2 separate regions of the Hordeum vulgare genome follow, and region 1 is linked to region 2. Evidence: chromatin contacts called from public Hi-C data. All regions are on one chromosome and are shown on one strand. Each heading gives the region's core, a stretch centred on a gene start, on an enhancer-like site or on the middle of the called end of the contact. The rest is flanking DNA. Distances are from core to core; before and after follow the strand shown. Region 1 holds the start of LOC123402026 (protein ALP1-like). Region 2 holds the start of LOC123402933 (replication protein A 32 kDa subunit B-like).

Region 1 (4,246 bases), core at 46-2,545, 310 kb before region 2:
GATGAACTCTTCCTTGCTTTCGTAAATGATATCTAGTTCCTTGGTATGGAGCAATGAATTGGGGTGTATTTGCATAACCCGCATCTACAAGATAAAAATTTCCAGGTGGTACATTGAATCCATGGTCTAGTGCATCTTGCAAAACCCTTGCATCTGATGATGCAGATCCTTCCCATCCAGCATGTACATGCACAAACTTCATGTCAAAGTCACATGCAACCATTACATTTTGTGAAAGACCTTGTTTTTTATTTCTGTATGGATCTTGTTGCCCAGGAGGAATAGTCATGGGAAAGTGAGTACCATCAATAGCTCCAATATAGTTCTGTTGATTTAATTCTACAGTTAGATATATAAATGTAAGCTAGATTTACACAGTACCAATTCAGCATGATAGGACTTGAAAACAATTACCTGAAGTATAAAAACTTTGGTTGCCTTAATATGGGATGCTGGTATATAGAAGGTTGTATGAAGTTGCATGTGAGTCGAGTAATCGCGTTGAGCACGGCATGGAAATAAGTACTAACTGAATCCGCACCGTACTGGAATCTGTCTTGCAATGTTCTGTTGGTTGCATTCTTTGATATTGCATATAAAGATATGGCTACTTGCTCTTGCAAAGAGATATACCTTGCATCCTGGAGAAGGTGCTTTTCATACAGTTGTTGCACTAAAACTTGAAAGATTGATCTCTCCATATGAAACCGCCATTCACATAGAACCTCGTGGCCGGTAAGAGCTTCATACACATAAGTAACTCCATTCAGGATGGATGTATGTATTGCTCTCCTCTCAGATGATTGGGATGAGCTACCTTGTAATGTAGGGAATATGAAATGTACAAAATCATCTTCGTTTCTCGACCGCCGGCTGTAGTTTTGATTCATTGAGCTTCAGGAATGAATGAATTCTGGGGTTAGAGGAATGTATGGATTGCTGCTACAAGACTGGACTATGGGTTCCTAGAGAAGTTCTTACAAGAGAGGAGAAGAGATGACAATGACAAGCAAGTGGCTGGTAGTGCATTGTGTGCGTTTATATAGCAAGAGAAAGAAGAAGCAACGACTAGACAAATCAACGGCAAGAATACAATGCCCAGGCACATGACGGCTAGTTATGTTTCCTAGAGAAGTGTGCAGATTCCAATTTCTTTTTTCTTTGTTCAGAACACTCCATCGAGTTTCCATTCCTCTTTTTGTAAGCCTGTAGGTTTCAGTTTGCACTCCATCCCATACCTATGCATGCTTCTTTTCCTCTGTTTTGTAAACCCACGTCTCGAACATGGCCTAAGTTTTGGGGTATAAGATTGAGCATTGCACCAGAATATGTAATCAAGTAGCGTATGCTTGTATCTGCTCCGGTGGCGAGCGACTTCGCTTCACACACTGTTTAATGCAAAGTATTGAGTTTTAAAAAAAACAGAATTTCGGCAAATTTGCTACATGAAATTGCACGACTACTTTAGCGGAAGATAAGTCAACACACTACAGCAGTTGATCCATAAATCTCCTTACAGACTATAAATATTCAACTCAATAAAAAAGACTATAAATATTTAGTCAGGCATCTCGGCGCGCTTCCGCCGGAAGCCAGGGAACGGCAGGAGGAGGAGCAGCATCAAGCGCAGCAAAGGAAGTCCAGGATGCTGGAGCAGCAGTCGTAGCAGCAAGAACAGCTGCAAAATCAAGTGCAAATTAAGCACGACCAATCAATCAATCAATCGGAGAGCGGACAGGGCCGAGCGGGGAAAGAATAACACGGGAGTCTCAGTCGACCAACCAATCAGATCTAGTTAGCACACGTACCATCCGTCGAGGCTCTTGTCGTGGAGGTCGTCGGTCGCAGACATGGACTGAGCAGGCGGGGGCTCCATCGCCGAGTCGGTCTATCCGCACCTGTGGACGGGTGATGATGATGATGTGGGGAAGAGAAGGCAAAGGGATATGGAGGGAGCTAAGCTGGAAGGAGACGCAAATAAATGATGCACATGGAATGGGCGGCTGTACCGGTGTAAAGTTCTTCTGCCGGGATTTAAGGCTTAAGGTATGGCATGTCCGTGTACGACCTGGCTTGTCGTCCGATTATTTGTGCGCCACAAGCCACTGATTGCGCACAGGCATTATCTATTTTCATTCTCCGTATGTTTCTTCTTAAGAAGTGGGTCACGCTGCCAGCTTGGCCTCCACTGTCCAGTGAGTGAAGCAATTAGCGGAGTTCAAGTAGAATTCGTCACGGAGTAGCTGCAGACCTTGTTGTACGGTGGTGGTTGGTGGCAAAATTGACATCCGTGAACGGAATGTTTTCACAAAATAGACCGCGTATGAAAAAAAAATCATTCAACTCAACTTTTTTATGGGGTTTGACAGTGAGGTGTCATACTGTATTATATGACGTATTTTTTAGACGCCACACAGTACAGTATGGCGCATATGGCTTAGGCGTCACATAACGTAGTGTGCCACATAAGCGAAAGACGCCACGAAAGAGGTCAGATAGATGAATTTTTTTCAAACATGGTTCAGTTTGTGAAATACTTTTGTTTTTTGGTCAAAATTTTCCATTTTGCCTCGTTTGGTTGTGTCGATTGCATGAGGTGCAGCCAAGGGCGAGCATGTGGCAATAAGTCTGTTGTGTATAATTTCGTAAATATACACCTCATCCTAACATTTTCCTAAACATTACAGAAATGGAAGAATTTTCCATCTGCCTGATCTTTGTCCTTTGTTGACTTATGGCAAAGAAGTTCTTTGCCGCCAGCTGCCAAAAAACAAACGACAAAGAGCTGACTGATGGCAAAGATATTGTTTGCCATTAATGTGCTCTTTGTCGTCTGCTCGCGGACAACAAAGATGAAACACACAGGCGACAAAGAGCCCAGGCGGGCCCCTCTACACCGTGGACGACATGGTTGTCGTCATCTGCCTCTTTGCCATCTGTCACAACCTCTTTGCCATCTGCCTCCCCCTGTTTGTCGTCTACCAGCACACGACAAAGGGGATGGGCACATAACGGAGCTCCCCACCGGCTTGTGCCTCTCTCTCTCCCACACTCCTCACCTCTCTCTCCTCAATCTCCCCACCTCTCTCTCCTCAATCTCCCCACCTCGCCCGCCCGCATCATCACCCCCCGCCGCCCCCTCCCGACCCACGGCTTCCCCTCCCTCCGCCCTGATGTCAGCTATGCCAATGCACAAAAGTCCTTCCAATGGTGCCAGAAACAGGTGTGTCGACGGCACCAGGAATCCTTCAGCTGCGGCTACGCCTTAAGGGACTTCCTAGGCAAGTATGCAAAGGATTTTCCCCGTGGCCTTGGAGCCTTGCGTTGGTGTTCTCTTGAAGCGGAAAGGGTGATGTAGCACAGAGACGGTAAGTATTTTCCCTCAGTTTGAGAACCAAGGTATCAATCCAGTGGAGGAGTATCTCAAGATCCTGCACAAACACAAAAGCTTGCTCCCAACGCTATGAAGGGGTTGTCAATACCTTATAGATAGTTTGCCAAGTGAGAACTGAAAGCTATAAAGTCCCCTCCGGCAGGGCGCCGGGAAGGGTCTCCAGATGAGATCTCGCGGAAACGGAAGCTTGCGGCGGCGGAAAAGTATTTTCGAGGCTCCCCTGATTTTTTGTGGAATATTTGGGAATATATAGGCCAAGGATCTAGGTCAGGGGGCGGCCAGGGAGGCCACAAGCCCTGCCACCGCCGCCTCCCCCTGGTGGCGGAGTGGGGGCTTGTGGGCTCCCTGGAGCCCACCTGGCTTGGCCCAAAGGCCCCCTGATCTTCTTCCGTTCGGGAAAAAACTATTTTGGGTTTTTTCTTCCGTTTGGACTCCGTTCCAAAATAAGATCTGAAAAGAGTCAAAAACACGAAAAAAATAGGAATTCGCACTTGGCACTGAATTAATAAGTTAGTCCCAAAAAAGATATAAAAGGTACATAAAACAACCAAAGAAGACAAGATAATAGCGTGAAACCATAAAAAATTATAGATACGCTTGAGACGTATCAAGCATCCCCAAGCTTAACTCTTGCTCATCCTCGAGTAGGGAAGTGATAAAGAATGAATTTTTGATGCTTTCATGCTACCTATTATAGGTGTCCTTTGTAATTCCTCTTATGTGACGTGAATGTTCAGATCCATTAGATTCAAAACAATAGTTTGCTATTGACGTGGAAACAATAATAATTCAAGTAAACTAGCAAGGTAATCATGAACTTTCAAAATAACAAGGCCAAAAAGAAAGTTATCC
Region 2 (4,080 bases), core at 1,445-3,944:
CTCGCCAATGGTGGCTACCGTGTTCACCTGAACATGGTGAGTCTCAAGGCGGTGAATTCGACCATGACCATACACATGTCACTGAGTCACGCTAATGCAAGAAATAAAACTTTGAAAAACAATATCATCGAGCTAGAAGTGAGGCCCACCCTTCGCAGTTATCTCCTGCTTGAATGAAATGTAGGTATCAAAGAGTCAGTTGTTGATTGTGATGAGAACATTTCTTGAGTTAAAATGGGGGACATCATTTACCAGGTGATAAACCGGGTACATATCCACAATGTTGAAAGTATGTTCTTAGTCGAAACCAAAGTGAGGAAATGAACAAAAATACCTCATCCCTGTCAAAGTTATCTCCACTATGCGGATCATAGAGCACATCTCCTGAGGCAAGTTCAAAGCGTATGCATGCAAAGGACCACAGGTCGACAGATGTAGAATACTTAGAGCCTAGAAGGACCTCAGGACATTTGTATTGCCTTGTTTGGATATCACTTGTGAACTCCTTGTACGTCCAACATGCATTTCCGAAGTCAACCAGCTTGCAGCCTAGTTCAGCTTCCATCGCCATCCTATTCCTAGTCCCTTTGTTGCCCCGCCTATGCCCTCCTCCTCTCTTCATGTCCCCATCCTAGCTAGGACTGCCCTCATTTGCTGTCCTCAGATCTCCCTTATCATCTGATTCGTCTATGTCGGCGAATGCCACTGCCCATTGCCTTTTGAAGTTGAAGCAACTACATGTTTGACTTTCTTCCAAATCTTCTTCTGTTGGTTCCTGGTGACTCCACTACTCGTTGATGGTCGAGCAGGAGCCCTTGGAGGTGGCTCGATGGCCCTTGCAGCAGGCGGCACCAGTGGCACACCTGACTTCCGGGGATCGTTTGAGGGGTCAATAGTGGACACGAGGAATATGTTTTTGGGCTTCAGGTCAGTGTGGATAATGGAAAGCTCGCGGTGGAGGTAGTCAAGGCCAATGAGCACATGCCGGCATATCTCCTTAACCATTGGAAGCGGAATGCCACGATAGTCCGTGTACTTTATTAGGGTGAGCAAGTTATCACTAAGAAACTCAAACACCATGCAGACATGGCTCCCATTGGGGCTTGTGTGCTTGAAGTGGTCAAGGCGTAAAACATCAGAATATCTCGTGCAGTGCGATAGGATTGAGGGATAAAACAGTAATAATGAGAAATTGATTTAGCTGTTCTCCATATGAGCTCTGTGACAAAAGAGCGAACAGTTGGTGGGCAGGCAGACAACTTCATCCAGATCAATATTTTTTTCCTACATATCCTCGTCGCGAATCCTAGAGGCAGCGGGTGATTTTAACAGGGGGTTTCACGGCGAGGCGAGGGGGTGGTGAGCACGTACGGAGTGGGCGGTGTCCCAGGCGAGCCAGGCGGTGGAGAAGTGGCCCCAACCGAGCTTGGACTGCATGACGTAGGGGCCCTGCTTGAAGTTGTCCCCGGGGCGGACGACATGGTAGCCGTCGCGGCCGTAGTTCTCGGTGCCCTCGTCCTCAGAGGTGTAGATGTTGTTGCCCACGTCCCCGTCCCCGTCCCCGTTGGCGGCGGCCGCCGCCTTCGCCTCCTCCTCTGCGCGGTGCCGGCTCTCCGCCTCCTCCTCTGCGCGGTGCCGGCTCTCCGCCTCCTCCTCTGCGCGGTGCCGGCTCTCCGCCTCCTCCGCCCAGCGGCTCGCCCGCAGGAGCCTCGGCCATCACGCGGGGAGGCCCGGATCTGGGGCGGTGGCGCGCGGGGACGGAGGTGAGCATTGGAGGAGTTGGGGCCGGCGGCGCACGACGCCGTGGCAGGGGGTGGCGGCGCGCTGGCGCTCGAGATGGGAGGTAAGGTCGTGGGTGGTCTGGTATTTTTTTTCTCCCGCACATACCGATTCAGCTTCACTTATCAATTGGATTGCTGGTTAATTTTAGAAAACACCTAGGACTTTTTTTAAAATCACCGCGGTGGGTTTTCTGACGGAAGCGATAGCCTCTTTATTATTAGGTAAAGATAATGTTGTGCTAGATTCTAGCAAAAAAAGCATTGTTCTAGATCAATTTAAGTTGCAAATCTAATTTTACGGATCGGAAGGAGTTGCGCCATATCAGAACCCGCAGAAGCCAACCCGTAAAAAAAATATTCCATGAACATGCTTTTTTACGGATCCATTATACGGGTCTGCATCTGTGCAAGCCCTGTGTCGGCTCACAACAACGCGTTTGCAGCCCGGCGGAATGCGAGGTTTGTTAGAGCAAGTACAATAGAGCTGAGTCAGCTGGCTATAAGAAATAAATTAATATATTTTTGTTTAGTTAGAGGAAAGAGAAGAGGAGAGAGAAGGTAAGCGGGCTCTTAGTTAGGAGCCAGCTCTAGCACGTGCTCTAAGGCTTTTGTGAGTATGAAAGGTGAACCATATAATAAAAAGTACTATTATATTTTTACAATGAACTATTATACATTTTAAATATAAGATGAGGTATAGATCACAATATTGCTCAAACCCGCGAGCCGCACCGCTTCTGCGCACGCATCCAAACCAATCAGATGCGCGGCGCGGGACGCTGCGCCGCACCGCCACCCGGCGACGTGCGCCTGCCGATCCAATGGGCCGCGCGCCGCGGAGACCAAGGTGTCGTACCGGAGAAGCCCCCTTCCCTTCCCTTCCCACAAAACAAAAGGACCGCCCCTCCCCCCTTCTCCCGCCCTCGCCCCTCCCCACCTCCCCTCCCCTCCTTCCGCGGCAAGGCTAGGGTTTTCATCCACAGGGCCTCACCATGTACAACGGAGGCGACCACTACGACGGAAACGGCGGCGGCGCCGCCAACGCCAACACCCTCTTCAGCGGCGGCGGCTTCATGCCCTCCCAGACCACCAACACCCCGGACGGTAGCGGCGGCATCAGCAAGGTACGTCTTCCTAGGAATCCCGCCCAGTCTCCCCATGTTTTCTTTTCGGCCCCCAAATCTGATTTCCCTTTCCCTCCTTGGGCTCGCCGTGCGCTCAGAGTCGCGGCGCGCAGACGCTGCTCCCGCTCACCGTCAAGCAGATTATGGACGCCACCCAGACCAACGACGACAAGTCCAGTTTCGCTGTCAATGGAACCGAGGTGTCCACGGTACGGACCCTGCCTCTTCGCCCGGTGCTTTTTCTTTTTCTCTGAACACCTGTTCACCAGGTGCTTAATGACATTGTAAAGAATCGTTTCTCCTTTTGGGAAAAAAACCGTTTCTTTCGAGCATTGGTTCGAGTTGTTTTGTATGCTTGCTGTGAAAGGTTTCACATCACATCGTAGTTGGTAGAGCGGATTTTAGTCCGGCTGACACCTTCCTTGGAAAAAAAGAAGAACCTTCCTCCGGACTGAAGCATGTCCGTTCTGAAATTATTATTACCAAGGCAATTGGATTTAAAATTTGAACATATAACACTGGCCAGGTGTATTGGTTCAGCTATGCAGTAGGGAAAGAAACAATGCCTTGGTTAGCGACCATATTGCATTTGCTCAAGTTATGTAATTTCTGTTGCTCTCCTGTCCACACCCACAATCTATACTGGGGCATAAATGGCCTACACAGATCCACGCCGTCCGGTGCTTGGGAGCACTGCCGTGCCGCCCCAAGACGCCCCGCAGACGAAGCCTCGGCCACCACCTCTGCATTGATGGGCCAGCCACCACCACCTCTGCGCAGACGGACCAGCCACCACCCCTCCATCGCCGACGGGCCAGCCGCCGCCGCCTGACCCCGAGCACGGCCTCTAGATCCAGCACGGCGCGTCGCCCCTCCTCGGGCGAAGGAAAGGACGCGAGGAGAAAGCGTCCGGCCGCCACCTTCACTTGGAGCGTGCGCGGCCTTCGCCGCCGGCGTCCTCGGGCGGTGGCTAGGCTGGCGGAAGGGAGGGCCTGAACCCGGCGGCGCGCTGGGGGGTTCCCCTGAGCCCCTAGAGGAGGGGCGACGCGGGGGGGGGGGGGTGGGGGTGGGGGGAGGATAAGGTTGGACTCCTGCGTGGCCATGGTGGCTATCTTAGCGGGCAGGCGGCGCAGGTCATGATGGCGGCTCCTGCGTGGCCATGATGTGATGGCTTG

The links. Hi-C and Micro-C count contacts between places; a contact is called where the count stands out from the background.
Region 1: a Hi-C map of seedling shows a contact between it and region 2, with 3 times the contacts expected there. The contact joins the promoter of LOC123402026 here to the promoter of LOC123402933 in region 2. A contact is called at or near these places in 1 of 6 Hi-C or Micro-C datasets (seedling) and 1 of 1 datasets of contacts at active chromatin or transcription factors (embryo).

What each region holds. Positions count from the first base shown.
Region 1 is chr6H:384,703,447-384,707,692 of MorexV3_pseudomolecules_assembly, reverse strand. LOC123402026 (protein ALP1-like) reads right to left here and starts at 1,295. Exons shown (of 2, transcript XM_045095881.1): 1 at 415-1,295; 2 at 1-325. The coding sequence starts at 483. LOC123402027 reads right to left here and starts at 2,024. Exons shown (of 2, transcript XM_045095882.1): 1 at 1,809-2,024; 2 at 1,392-1,678. The coding sequence starts at 1,876. The coding sequence ends at 1,621.
Region 2 is chr6H:384,394,315-384,398,394 of MorexV3_pseudomolecules_assembly, reverse strand. LOC123402933 (replication protein A 32 kDa subunit B-like) reads left to right here and starts at 2,694. Exons shown (of 10, transcript XM_045096902.1): 1 at 2,694-2,905; 2 at 3,004-3,114. The coding sequence starts at 2,774. It also overlaps the pseudogene LOC123405510.